Regions from separate parts of the Anas platyrhynchos genome. Here region 1 is linked to region 2. A link is a contact called in public Hi-C data. All regions are on one chromosome and are shown on one strand. The core of a region is the stretch at or near the end of the contact, and the rest is flanking DNA. Distances in the headings are between cores, read along the strand shown. Region 1 overlaps INPP5A (inositol polyphosphate-5-phosphatase A). Region 2 has its middle 56 kb from the start of INPP5A.

The links. Hi-C and Micro-C count contacts between places; a contact is called where the count stands out from the background.
Region 1: a contact with region 2 is called in a Hi-C map of subcutaneous adipose tissue, with 2.8 times the contacts expected there. The contact joins two enhancer-like sites. A contact is called at or near these places in 5 of 8 Hi-C or Micro-C datasets (F1 follicle, liver, skeletal muscle and 1 more).

What each region holds. Positions count from the first base shown.
Region 1 is chr6:41,191,260-41,197,935 of IASCAAS_PekinDuck_T2T, forward strand. INPP5A (inositol polyphosphate-5-phosphatase A) reads left to right here. Exons shown (of 16, transcript XM_072039961.1): 2 at 2,235-2,276. Among named protein-coding and RNA genes, the nearest start is that of INPP5A, 58 kb to the left of the region's middle. Within about 2 kb of position 3,937, at least 3 of the 8 cell types and tissues checked have an H3K27ac peak or open chromatin away from gene starts, as enhancers often do. A contact at or near this core is called in F1 follicle and subcutaneous adipose tissue, where this site is marked.
Region 2 is chr6:41,077,654-41,084,378 of IASCAAS_PekinDuck_T2T, forward strand. No RefSeq gene overlaps it. Among named protein-coding and RNA genes, the nearest start is that of INPP5A, 56 kb to the right of the region's middle. Within about 2 kb of position 1,783, at least 2 of the 8 cell types and tissues checked have an H3K27ac peak or open chromatin away from gene starts, as enhancers often do. A contact at or near this core is called in F1 follicle and subcutaneous adipose tissue, where this site is marked.

The DNA.
Region 1 (6,676 bases), core at 2,687-5,186, 120 kb after region 2:
GGTTTGGGGTGTTTCGGATGTTGTGAGAACTTGTCGGTTAGTCCCTTTCTGTAAATCCAGGCTGTAAATAAAAGTGGGATTCTCTAACGGGCTTTCACAAATGACTGTTTTCTGTCAATTTTGGATTACTTTTGAAACTTAGTAGGTCCCCGAGGCATCTTGTGACTAGTATAAATAAAGTAAAGAGAAGTTAGGAGTGTGTGGTTTTTAGTTGGTTTTCTGTTTGTTTTTAAACAAAAATTGCCTATTACCTAATAAGACCATACTTTCCATTTTGAAAACAAACACGCAGCAGTGTTGAAGTCTGCTTGTGGTCTGATGCAGGACTTGCTTATCGAGCTTTCATAACTGCCAAAAATGTTTAATTAGAAATTTCACAATCCCCAAGGTCTTGCTTTCTTGATAGTTTGAGTTGAGCCGTTTTGTGTGGATCATATACAAATCATATACAAAGCGTGTGTGCAAGTTCCCCATACACGGCTGTTTCGTGGGCTGATTAAAAGCCTGTAGATCGCGTGCTGTCGTCATCATTTAAGGTTAGAAACCGGCTTGAAATCACAGCAGCTCCTGGTTTGTTTTCTTCTTGTTGCTTCTATAAAAGTGCCGGTTCTTACCTATTAGTCACTGGCTTGACTTGTTAAGTTCAAAATGAGTAGAAAAAGGGTTAAGTTGTGGAAACAAGCAGTTAAAAGTCAGCATTCTTCTGGAGGGAATATTTTATCCCTTGCTTGGTTGCCTACAGTTCTTATTTGCGTCTGCAGCTTCCTTATTCTGGCTTTGTGTGATGTTGTTCGGCTGAGGGGAAGGGCATGGGTGGGAGCCGTGGATGTTTTGTTCTGCATGTTTATTAATTTAAGACGTCCCTGAACGCGGGCCAAGATCCATCCCGGTTGGCTTCAGGCGCGGCGCAGAGGCCTCTGCTGCGATGGTCTGGTCGTGGTGCCTGCGCTCAGCCGCCTGCCCCCGCAGCCTCCGCGCACGCAGGGCCCAAGCACAGCAGGCGGCTTCCCGGGCAATGCTGAGGCGGCATCGCGAGAAACAAGGATCGCTCCTGCAGGGCAAAAACTTGGCCTTCTGGACCAGTAAAGTCTGAATTCCAGAATCAACAAGGGGTGATCAACAGAAGGGGGGCAAGGGAGAGCTGGGGACAAAAGTAGCACTTTTTCCCCCCTCAGCTTTCAAAAAAAAAAAAAAAAAGTATTTTTTGGGTCAGCACGGGGGAGGCTACTCAATTCTTCAGCCACCTGTGAGCGAAACTTCATTCAACAGGCAGTCAGAACAAATGAATAATTTTAAAGTTGCATTCAACTATTTGAAAATAGCACATATGATGGGAGAACAGAGCAAAATGGGAATTTTCATGCCAGTATGTTTGCGTCTGACTGGCTGGTGTCATCCATCCTCCCTTCAGTAACAGTTATAGGCATCTCTCTGGTTTCCAGTGTAATACGTTCTGCTGCCTCCAACAAACGCTGTGCATTCCGGCTATTTCTGTAAGAGAAGAGGCTGATTCGGGTCTGCGTTCCCGCTGTGATGCAGAAATTAGCGAATCTTGTTGACAGTAGAACTCAGTGAATGTCCTGGCTGTTTCTGTATTTGGCACGTGGAAGTCAGCTATCTACCTTCATAACTGTATCTGTATGTTTCTGAAAAACGCAGAACTTGGTGCTTTATTATGTTTGTGCTTCTTCAGGTTTCGTAACTCATGTAGCAATCTTGTACTCTTCTCCCAGCTTGTCTTTGACAGGAGCTCTAATGTGCCTGAGCATCCTGCAAAAGCACAGTAGTGCCTCTGGGCCAGTTTGTTAGAATTAAATGCACGTAATTTGATTTGAAGCTATGTCCTCAAATTGCAGAAACTGGGTATCAGCAGTTCGTATAAAGTTGTTGATATCCAGGCAATGAGCATGTACTTTAAAAGCAGATATTTTGATATTAAAATTTAGTATTAAATCAACAGGCTTGATTGCTTGATAAGCTTGTAAGTACACAAACATAGTGAAGTCATACACAAAATGTGCACCTTCTCAGTGAAAACCTGAGGAGACTCAGAAATCAAAAAGGAAAAGTCTGTCCATTAGAGCTCCTGGAGGAACATTTAAATGCCCTTTTTTCTGTAACTGTGGAAAAAACTACTCACTTGAATGCATTGAGGAAAGTGACAAGTACTGGGGTAATATTATAAAAATACATTACTCTTATTCTTATTTTTTTTTGTTTGTTTTGTTTTTCAGCCAGAAAACTTACAGAAGAATTGGCTTCGGGAGTTTTATCAGGTAAGGTAAAAGTTATTTTCTCTTCAAGTGCTATACTTGCTTGTTTGGTAGCTTGTTTACTAACGCAATGATCTTTTGCTTTGTGAGTTTGAAGTCACTATTTTGTAGTCAAAACCAGTCTTAAAAAGTAGGTACCTTTTTGTCTTTCTAAGTAGTGAATAGTGTATAGGCATTACGTTTTCTTCTTGACAGTTGTCTAGCTAAAAAGTCCCTGACACTTTATAAAAATTACTTCAGTCTCACATGAAATGGTCTTTTAAGTCTCCCGAGTAAGAAATCTATTTGAGTAAATTCAATAAAATAAAAATGGTGACAGTCTAGTTTGTTTTTAATAATATTTAACAGTTTTTTATGTTGGTTTGCAATAGATCATCCCTCCTATTTTCCCTTTATTTTATTTTTTAGGCAATATGAAAATACTGAACTTGGACCCATATTATAAAATGTTGAAAACATAACTCTTTTTTGAGCATAAAAGCTGCTCTAACAAATTCTGGTTTTGCAGTAGAGATTTGATTTACTTGTTGATCTCATGCAGAAACGAGCAAGTAAGCAATGGAAAATGAGCACTAAAGGAACACCAAGGTGTTATGCTTTCTGTTTAGCATTAGTAATTGCTGTTTCACCGTGACAATTTATATCTGCCAGAATTGATAGATTTTCAGGTTCCTTTAAGCATGCTTAAATCTCCTATATAAAAATGGTTAATGTAACAGTATTCTGCTGTTCGAGTTTTAAAGTGAAATTACATCATACAGCAAACTTGACTTTTGATATTTTATCGTTGTTTTTTTTTTTTTTTGTAATTCAGAACATCCTGTAATTATTTACAAGGTCAAGTACATGCAATCTGCAATATTGTAAAACAGTGCAGTTAGCTTTTTTTTCTGGCAAGTTTAATGTAATTACAAACGCCTGAAATTAAATAGCCAGTCTTATATTCCACACTATCTGTCAGCTTCACAAAAGATTAACCTGATTTATTTTTCTTCCGTCTTGTTTAATTACTGCCATATGTATGTGGTGCTCAAATGGTGGAGGTTTCTTCAGCTAATTCTGATTTAAAACCTCTGCACATCTTCTGAAAAGACTCTACGAAGAAAATATAAAGTAGATATAAATAGATAAAACCCATATTTTTTCAGATCACTGCCTATTTTGTAGCATCACATTACTTCTGCATATTTACTGGCTACTGGCAAGACTCCGTACACTTCCAGTTGTTACTAAAGTGGGGTGAGCACTATGGAAACGTCTCCAAATACTTTGTGGAAAACAGGAAGAGGAGGGGAAAAAGAGAGCTGCTAGTATCCCAGAGCAGAGACCACTAATGTGTAACTGGACTTGGTCTGTCTTTGCTCCAGTGAATATCATGTGTATGAAGTTCAAAACAGGGAGAAAATGATTCATTGACACTCCCACGTGGCTGGACAGGTCCAGGATTCTGACCAACTGAGGAGTAACTGCAGCAGACCTGAACCCATCTCTCAGCTACAGTAGTTTCACTATGTCCTTCCTCCCTCTCCATTTCTCCGCCTTCCATATCTGCAATCTGAGAAAGCTATATTTAAAAAAAAAAGTTACCAGTTCCGCTTGTCACCAGCAGCAGTGTGAGACAGGCAGTCCTCGGCTTGTTTTGAGGAACAGAGCAGTCCAGGAGCCTTGAACCCTTCTTCGTTTCATCCGTGTGTTCGGTGGGATTGCTGTTTATACTGTGTTCATGAATGCAGTAGGAAGTGGAATTATAGGTTATATAAAAAGCTTTTTAGGGAAGAGACTAATATGCTTGTACTAAAAGTAGCACAGCACAGTCCTGACACTAGACTACATAGCAACCTAGTAAACGTACGACTTCAGAATTTTTTTTTTTTAACTTTGTATTGTGCACGCTTGCTGGAAGCCCTCTACAAATTGAGGTGCATCAGAAGCACTGGAAAATGACTTACAAGAAGACTCTTAATACTTCTTCATAAACTCGAAACCCAGATAAACCGCAGACCACAATTTTTTTCCATTCTTCTGAGGAATTCAATTTGCATATGTAGTTGTGTCAATACAGTTTGCATAACTTCTGAGGATGAAGTCCTTTTGCAAGCAGTCAAAATAATCTCCACAAAAAGAAAGCACTCTGTTAAAAATGTTTCTAGAAACAAAACCCCGTAATAGAAAGTGTCTTCATCTTTGAATAGATGTCAACATATTAATGAAGGAGCATTTTTGTGGCTTGTTTTTTATGTTCCAACAAATTAAAATAGACATTTCAATTGCTGTGAAAGGTAGATACAGGTCATAATCTGCATTATCATGGATTATTTGCTATATGCATTTCCCAGAATGTGGTAACATGTGGAGGACTAAAATAACATTTACATGTCACATGCTGAAATCTTTAAACTTCTGTCATTGTTCTACAAATATCTAGAATTGTTAAGATGAATTGTTAATATGTTAATGTGATTGTTAACATGAAAAATCTATTGCTGTTAAATTACACAGTCTGAGAAATGCAAATGGAAAAAATATTTTAAATTTCGTGTGTGTTTTTAATGACAAATTACAATGTAGTAGCCCTCAAAGTAGCATGCTATTTTATTGCCTTTGACAGCACAATTGATACGGCTGAGAAATGTTGCTTTGTCTGGTCTGTTTTCCTTGGATACATCAGTCTCTGGTCTTGCAAAACTGAAGTCTGCATTTTGGATGACAGCTGACTTTGTATTTAAAAATTGATTTCACTATCAAACACTGGGTAGCCTACTGCCAGTTTTCTACTATTTGCTAGTTTCCCCCCAAGGAAAAATTAAACAAAATGGAGGAGCGGTCCGGCTGAACTCAGTTCCAGATCCTTACGGGTATTGGCTCTCGGCGTGTTCCCCGGGAAGCAGTGGCGGAGCCGTTCCCGTCTGTGTCCTGTAGCACTGAACGGGCGGCGCGCTTGATGCGCTGTTGACAACCGGCTGGCTGCTCGGAGGAAAGGAATGGCCCCAGTCTCAAACTTGCTTTCTTGTTTCCCATTGTCAAGTTTATAGTAAAGCTTATCCTCCTCGCTACGCTGTATTTTCCCATCAGTGAATACGTGTGGTGTTCATTTTGTGGTTTCACAACACTTCTTATGATATATGCAGTCGGTATTGTGTTCTCATTCTGTGCAGATCAGCAAGAAGGCTTCAAGCCAGGCTAGGTAAGCTTTCACACACACAAAAAAAAACACATAGGCGTCTTTAGTAGTGAGGTATTTTAAGAACAAGAAAAGGCTTCTGAGGAATCCATCCACCTGTCCATTAATGCTTAACAAACTGGTCAAAGTACATCGTCTAATTAAAGCATAATATCACCATAAAATTCCCCAAATGACTGAGGAACACTGTGTTCCTTCTCTTCCGTGGATTACAATATTAACTTTAAAGTTAGCATATTTTAAATTACCTATGAAGTAAATAAACAAATGTCACTTCTCCTCTCGTGTTCCTCCTCTTCCCCCCATGCTCCATCCCCTACCTGAGGTGTGGTGCCGCGGGGACCTGTGGCCCAACCTCACGGGGTGTGTGAAGCTGTAGCCAGGAATTTGGCTGCTATTTTGTGACTTATTTTAGGACAGCAAATTATATGTTGTTGGCCTTGAAAGTTCAAGGAGCTCCTGTATGCTTTAAAAAAAAAAAAAAAAAAAAAAAAAGTAACCCCCCTCTTTCCCCCCCCTTTGGTGGAGAATGGAAAGTGTTTTAATGAGGCTGACAAAGGCCATGCTGATTTTTTTTCTTTTTGTGGCTCTCTTTTTGCTGCAGTAGAGAAGGTACAAGCTGTGCTTCGCTTTTTAGCTGAACAGGAGGAAAAAGGAGCACTAAATGAGCTGGCTGCCAGCTGAGACTTTGCTTTTCTGCTTGTGAAGCTTGGAGTTGGAAAGGACAGCGAGTGGCTGTGCTTTGCTCGGTATTTAAAGCATGCTTTGGGTTGGGGGCGGGGGGCTAGGTTCAGGACTTCCAGTCTTAGGTTAAAGCTTTTCTTCGTTCATCATTGCAGCCAATGGCTCCTCTCTGCAAAGAAGCCACCAAGATTAAGGAACTGATTAAATTCCCATTAGTAGCCATAGACATTACAGAAATCTCCTTTTCTCCTCTGTGTGGTGCTGCTGACTCAAATGGTTGTGTTGCCATTCTTCGTATCTATCCTTATGCATGAAGGAGGGTATGATTCTTCTGCAGAAACCAGATCATATGCAAAGCTTGCATTTTGAGTATTTTTTAGGTGGAGGTGAGGATGCGGAAGGTGATGGCAATTCCTGCAATTCTTCTTTCTTGTGGCCGTGGCAGGGAGCAGACCTAAACTGAAGTGAGAATTGGGCACATTTCTCGAGCTGCCGTACTTCGGCGGTGAGGTCTGGGTGCTGCACGAGGCGGGGGCGG
Region 2 (6,725 bases), core at 533-3,032:
TAACATCCTCCTCCGTGCTCCTGGCTCTGAGGCTCCTGGCTTTGTTCAAGCCTCTTGCAAATTTGTAAACTTAAATTAGCATTTGGGAACTTGCTGCTTTGCATTCTCAAATCCCGGGGCAGCAAACTTGTTTTTTTAATCTGAGCTGGACAGAGCTGAGTGTGTGCAATGTGTGGGTATTGCCTGGCACGTTGGACCCTGCTGCCTCACCAAGGAGGTAAATGCATCACTGCAAAATGAGTCTTTGTCCTTGTTTCCCAGTCTCCATTCCTTATGGTCACTTTTTGCAGTATACCTGTGTCAAATGATGGTTTTCCCATATGCTGCATCTTCCCAGGGAAGCACGCCTTGTCAGCTGTGGGAGTGGGGTTTGTGTGACTGGGGCTTTCGTCACAGCAGGTTCTCCCATGTGGGCACTAATCACAAATGGTGGCTGCCCTCTGTTAGGAGGTCTCAATAGGTTTTTTTTTCCATGTAAGAAGGAAGACAGGTCCAGGCACTACAGTGGCCTCTATATGTGTGTCAGCGTGACCCCAGGGTGCGTTTAATTCCTGTTTTATCTGTAGCTTACAAAGGCATTGTTTCGAGAGAAGAGAGGAGTGAGAGGCTGGACATGGCAGGAAGGTTCACGATCATTGCAGGATTTCAGGCCGCACGGGAGAGTTAATTAGCTCAGATCACTGTGCAGAAATGTCCTGCAGAGTATTGATTTCAATAAGTTTTTGCTCAATTAGTGTCTCACTCGGGGAGGATGCCATTACCCTCCCACCTCGCGGGGCACCAGCAGCCTGCCTCCCAGACAGGGGTGCTGTCACACACATTTGTCTCCCTGTGCCCCCAGGGCCCCTGGGCTGTCCCAGGCGGAGGTGCTGGGGGTGCTTTTCTCATTTTTATGCACAAAGCTCCTCTGTCCCCCTTTTCTCCAGCACTCCCCCTTTTCTGTGGCCGTGCTGTTCACAGAGGTGGCTGCTGCATCCATGGTCCCCCCAGGTGTCTGGGCCCCAAGGAGCTGAGCGTGGCCGGGGCTGGTGCTGGCTGTGGGGAGCTCCTCACGTGGGAGCAGCCGGGTGCTCTGCCAGCGTGCCTGGAACTCCCCATCCCTTAAAAGGATTTTCCAAAGTCTTTTCGTGCTGTGCTTACTGCTGTCCTGCTCAAGCGCCCCTGGGATGGAGGGGTGCTGCAGGTCCCTGCACCTCTGGTGAGCATCCCCAGCAGCTGCAGCACCGACACTGGCTGTGGCCCAGCGCCTTCAGCGGGGGGATTTCTCAGCACGGGACTCCTCCACGTGCTGCACTGAGGAGGGGAGGTGGGAAGTCACTGTGGGAAGCTTCAGGGCTCTGCTATGAATACATTTTCACTTTCTGCCTTGCTGTGAGGCAGCCAGCGACCTGCCCACAGGAGCGCTGCCCAGGTGTGAAGCCTTCACGCAGGAACAGTCTTGCCCCCAGGGCTGCTCCACTAGGAATGTGCTGTGTGAAGGAACGACTTACGGGGCTAGGAGAAACTGTAATGAGCAGGAAGGCCAGGTAATGCCCGAGCAGGCTGCTGGACTCAGAAAATGTCAGCTAAATGGGGGAGCTGAGATACGGCACTCACAGGGAGCGGGCTTCAAATAAAAGCTTTCAAGCTGAAGTAGGCAGAACCTAGGCAACCCCTGGAGAGCCCCGGGGCTTCAGGAATTCACAGGAAAAGACATCTGCTACCAGAAGTTCGCAGCCTCTATGTTCTCAGATGCTGGTTTGGCCAGCCTGTCAGTTACAATACTCCCACACCGCCTCGTCCTTGGCTGCTCACCGCTGCCCCTTGACTCATGACAATACAACTGTTCTGCCAGTTGCACTTGAATAACTCAGCCTGAAGGAGGAAAAAAAAAAAAGCTGGGTTATTGCTGGGTTTTGTAATTCAGCTGGAGCTGCTCCCTGCTCTTGCTCAGTGCGCAGCCCTGGGAGCAGAGGCTGCGGGGATGGGGACAGCGAGGTGCTCCCAGCAGGATGAACGGGGCAGCAGAGGGGAGCTGGGCAGGGCTGAGGCAGGCAGAGGGGCGCAGGGTGCCTGGTTCAGCTGTGCTGGCACAGAGGGATGGATGGCAGAGGGCGAGGTGGGAAATGTCTGAGCAGGCAAACCTGATCTGGCATGCAGCTCTGCTTTAATTCCTGAACGAGTGAAAGGGCAGGCTTATTTTAACAAAATTCATTTTTTCCTTGGTTAAATTGTTATTTCAGGGCTTTATGAAAAACAAATATGAATATCCGGTTGGAGCCACTGTTTATGTCATTATGCAACTGTATTATGGAGCCCTGTTACACAGATTTCATGTTTTGTGTTTTTTTTTTTTTGAATAAATCCTTTCATACATAGACTTAAATTCCTGAGAAGTGTATTTGTTTGAAGTCATAGAATTTTCTAGAAAAACTCAAGTCAATTATGTGGATTAAGTGAATTATAATCCTGAATGACTACATGAGAACAAAGGGTGTAAAAGACCTCTGAAGAAAGCTTATTTGCTGGGGCATTTCAGGCTGAGGTTGCAATGGAAGCTGACCTAATTAGACAATTTATAGGTATTTAGTCACCTAATTTAAAATGGCTGCACTGTAGGTGCCAAAAAATCCCATTTTACCTTCTCTCTGCCAAGTTTGTTTGCAAATTTATTATGTTTTTAAACAATACTGGAGCAGCATTCTGGTTTTATTTTTCAAGGCTTGCATTTTAAAGTTGTCATCAGTGCATTCAAACAGGTGAATTATGGCCTCATTTTGGGTAGCAGAGCAGTTTAGAAAGTCAGCTGCTGTGACTCACCTCTGCTTCAAGTGAAGCATCCTGGCAAACAAGCTGTTCCAGTGGGCTTCTGTGATTTACCCTGCGATTCACGAGATGGAGATTGGGGGTGCTGCCTAGGCACCATTGCGAGTCCTGTGCTTCGTGATGAGCATGAAACCAAGGCAGCACAATGTGGATTCTGTTGTGACAAACTGATCCCATCAGAAATGGAGATTATTCAGTGGCTCCCCAATGAGTAACAGGTTTTGCATTGCTTTTGTCTGATGTTTGGTAACCTGGGTGCTCTTTAGGGTTCTTTTGGTTCTGCCATGGTTACAAGACTCTTTGAAAATGTATTTAATGTCTAAATATTTGTGTTCACCAGCAGGACATGGTAGACTGCAGGACTGTTGAAAATAAAGGCTAATCTGGCTTTAGTTTGGCCATGAAACTGCAGCTCAGTAGCATTTGCACCACAAAGGTGCTCTTCAGATAAAATAAAAAAATATATAAAATCCTGGTATTTACAAGGCTATAGCTGAGCTGCATCATCTGTGCTGAGAAGAACCGTGTTTGTGGAGAGGCAGGAAGTCAGCCTGTCCTGCCGGCACTGAGCACAAGCAGTGAATCACTGTGCTGCGTGCCCCTGGCTGGTGAGATCAAGTTGTTTTGCAATGCAGTATCTCTTGTGTGGTGTGAGAGCAAAGAAGTGTCCTCTTCCCAGAGCTGCAAGGATCTGTTCCTGTTTCAGATCCCCGCACCTATGGCTTGAGGCACAGCTGCTGTTCTGGAGGGAGAGCGCTGCCTCCAGACTCGTGTCCAGCATGAGCTGTGTAAGGATGGGCGCAGTCCCAGCACGGAGCAGGATGCCTGGTGCTGGGCCAGAGCCTCTCCCTCCAGGATGAGCAGTCTGGGTGCCATGTCTCTAAGAAGGAGTTTATGAAATGCTTTGGGCAGCTGGGGTGGGTGGTCAGTCACCCAAAGGGCTGGCTCTGCCTTCTGTTTCAACTTTTGCTGGTTTCAGCACCTGCCCACTTGATGCCACATGCAAGGCTAATGCTCTCTGCCATCTGATGCACATGCCTTGTGTAAACACCTGTAGACTGTGGCTACATTACCCCACAGGCTCCTTTCCCAGCTCTGTAACTGGTCCATGGTGTTGTTTCGATGCCCCTTCACCTCTTGTTGCCTCTGGTTTGTTGCTAGGTTCAAGGGGAGTAAGCTTGGAAGTCACACTGTAAATGGGCATTAGATACGGAGAGGTTTAATTTGGGAGTCCTGATGGATATCCTTGATATGAGGAGCTTAATGTGTTTTTATATTTAGCACTGGTACTGCGACTATTCTAATCTTCTTAGAGAAATTGTGTACAAAAGGGTATGATCCATATAATGAGGTGAAACAGGCAGTCTCACTGGGAAAACAGCCTGGTGCAAATGTAAATTATAGCACTTTCATTAGTCTAGTAAATTACCCCATTTAAAGGATAGCATTTTCCTCAGCAGAAGGAACTGGTGGGGTTGTAGGAACGCCATTGCCCTGGATGAGAGGAGCTGCCCGCTGCCTCAGGGCAGGCAGGTTCCTCCTCCCCCCGCTGCTGGGCTGTGTGGTGCTGGTGGTCATCTCGTGCCAGGAAAGAGGAGCACAGGCAGGGGGTCCCAGTCACCCCCCTGCTGTAAGGAGAACACTGATGTGAGTGCTGTGGGAGCAGCTACCCACAGCGAGTGCTGGCTAGGACACGTATGATAAGCAGCTATTCTGTAATGTAATCTCTGGTGTTTAAATGCTGCGAGAGAAGCAGCTGACAGCTTGGATTAATGCAGGATTTGAGGAATGAATATTATTTCCTCTGTGTTGCACCACCTCGTGCTCTCCCCACAGGCACCAGCCCAGGACATTTGGGTCTCTGTCAAGTTAGGCTGGCCAGAGATGAAAACAGAGGAAACCTCAGCTGATGCTTCTTATTGCAGTTCTCACACAGCGAAGTGGTTGATGGGAATGCAGTAGAAAAATCAAAAAGCAGCCCAAGGCAAGTCACAGCCGTGTTTGTGGGTGACAGAGCTGTGTGCTTGGGGTCCACAGGACACCTCAGCAGCGGGCAGCTCCTCTGCTTCTGGCAGCGCAGGTGGGAATGCTCCATGCGGCAGCCCTCAGCTGGGCACTGCTGCCCGGGGGCTCCCTGCTGGTCCCGCTGCTCCTTGCCCTGTCCCCGGGTGCAGAGGTGCCAGTGGCACCGTGAGAAGCACTCCGGCTGCTCCTCGCACCCAGTCCCTAGGCTTCCGGAGCAGTGTTTGGGTGGCAGCAGCTGGGGGCCTGCCGGGCTGTGCTGCATCCTGCTGGTATTTCTGCTGCTCCATAAAGACTTATTTCCACTGAGTGCTTCCCTCTCAGCTTCAAGCTGATGGTGCCTGCCCCTGTGGCCCTGGTGCCCGTGAAGGCCGATATGTGCAGTGCCCTGTGCTTTGTGCCTCTGGCCTGCAGCAACCAGGGCAGTGGTTTCCGAAAAGCCCCTTCTCCACACTCTGCGTGTAGAAAGGGCACAAGAGGCAGAGCTGCAGCCAGGTGAACCGAACTGATCTCTCCCTGCTCCCACAACGTGTGGGCACGTTGCTCATGGGGGCAATCTTCCCTTTGGCGCCTGGCAGGGCTGAGCACGGGTCAGAGGAAGGCCTCCAGCAGCCATCACATGGCTGCAGCACGGCGCTGCCAGCACAAGTGCTCACCTGAGTGCCACTGGGGAGAAGCAAGGGCCTTTGTGGGAGCAGTGCATGCGTTCCCACCTCCCAGCCACAGCCAGGTGGGTCTATAAAGACAAAGGTGATTCGTTTCTATTCACTCTCTGCTTGAAGCAGGAAGAAACAACTGAATGGAGCCAGGCAGAGTGGCACATCGCAGCAGGAGAGGCAGAGATGCAATGGGTGCTAAGCAAACACCAGCTTCAAGGGTCTAAGCATGGATTTCCGTGATCCTAACTGGCGGTTTACAGGACAAGCAACTGTGTTGCTCTGATTGCTCTGCAGTAAAGCAACAAATCATAAACAGTAAATCCATTTCGGGAGGATGTTACCCTGTCTTGTGATGGTTTGGAGAATCCTGATAGCAAAGACAAATGCTTTGAGGCAGAGGTGACTCAACCGCAGCCACTGCCAATACTGATGCGTTTCCCTTCCCAAAACTGAGCTGAGTACAGCTAGCTCCGTGTCAGTAATCCGGTGCTGCTGTCACTGTTTCCTTTCCGGGTTAGGCAATACTGATAGTCATGCACAATCAACATTACATGGTCCTGTGTGCCAGCATCTCCATGATCCTGACGTGTTGCTGCTGGTTAGATCTCCCTGTGCTGACCTGAGGCAGGGCTGATCTGCGTAGGAAACTGAATATTTGCTTTTATGTTGCATTTGGTTTTATCTGAAAACTGACAAGCAGGAGATTAATATTGAAATGCTATGATATTTTTGAATTAGTTTTTGGCAACTTCAGTATGTACTGGAAAGTAAGTCTGCTCAGTTCTTAATGAAAGTCAGTGATACAGCATACTGGGTATCTTTAGTTTGACATAGGAGGTAGCACTTGCATATTATAAATAAAAAAAAAGTCTTCCTCCTTTCTTAAGGCTCTATAATCATTTAAAAATTACAGAAGGAAGACAGGAAAAAGGGCCACCAGAGACAAAGAAGAAGCACATAGAAATTACAGGGGAAAGTGCTTAAATATCTGCCTTGAGCCCTAGGCCTGTTTCTGGAAGTACTGGGTGATCTGAGCATTAAGAAGATGTGGCGTCTGAATGAAATCTGTTTTATGGCTCTGGAAACTGAAAAGGGAAGATGCAAAAGTGGTAAAGCAGGCATACTCAGATTCTCATATATTGCCCATTCTAAAAGGACAAAAAGTGACTCAGACCAGTCTTGAAGTTGGTCTAATGCCTTAAGATTGTTAGAAAATTAATTTATTTCTGTGTGCTTTGC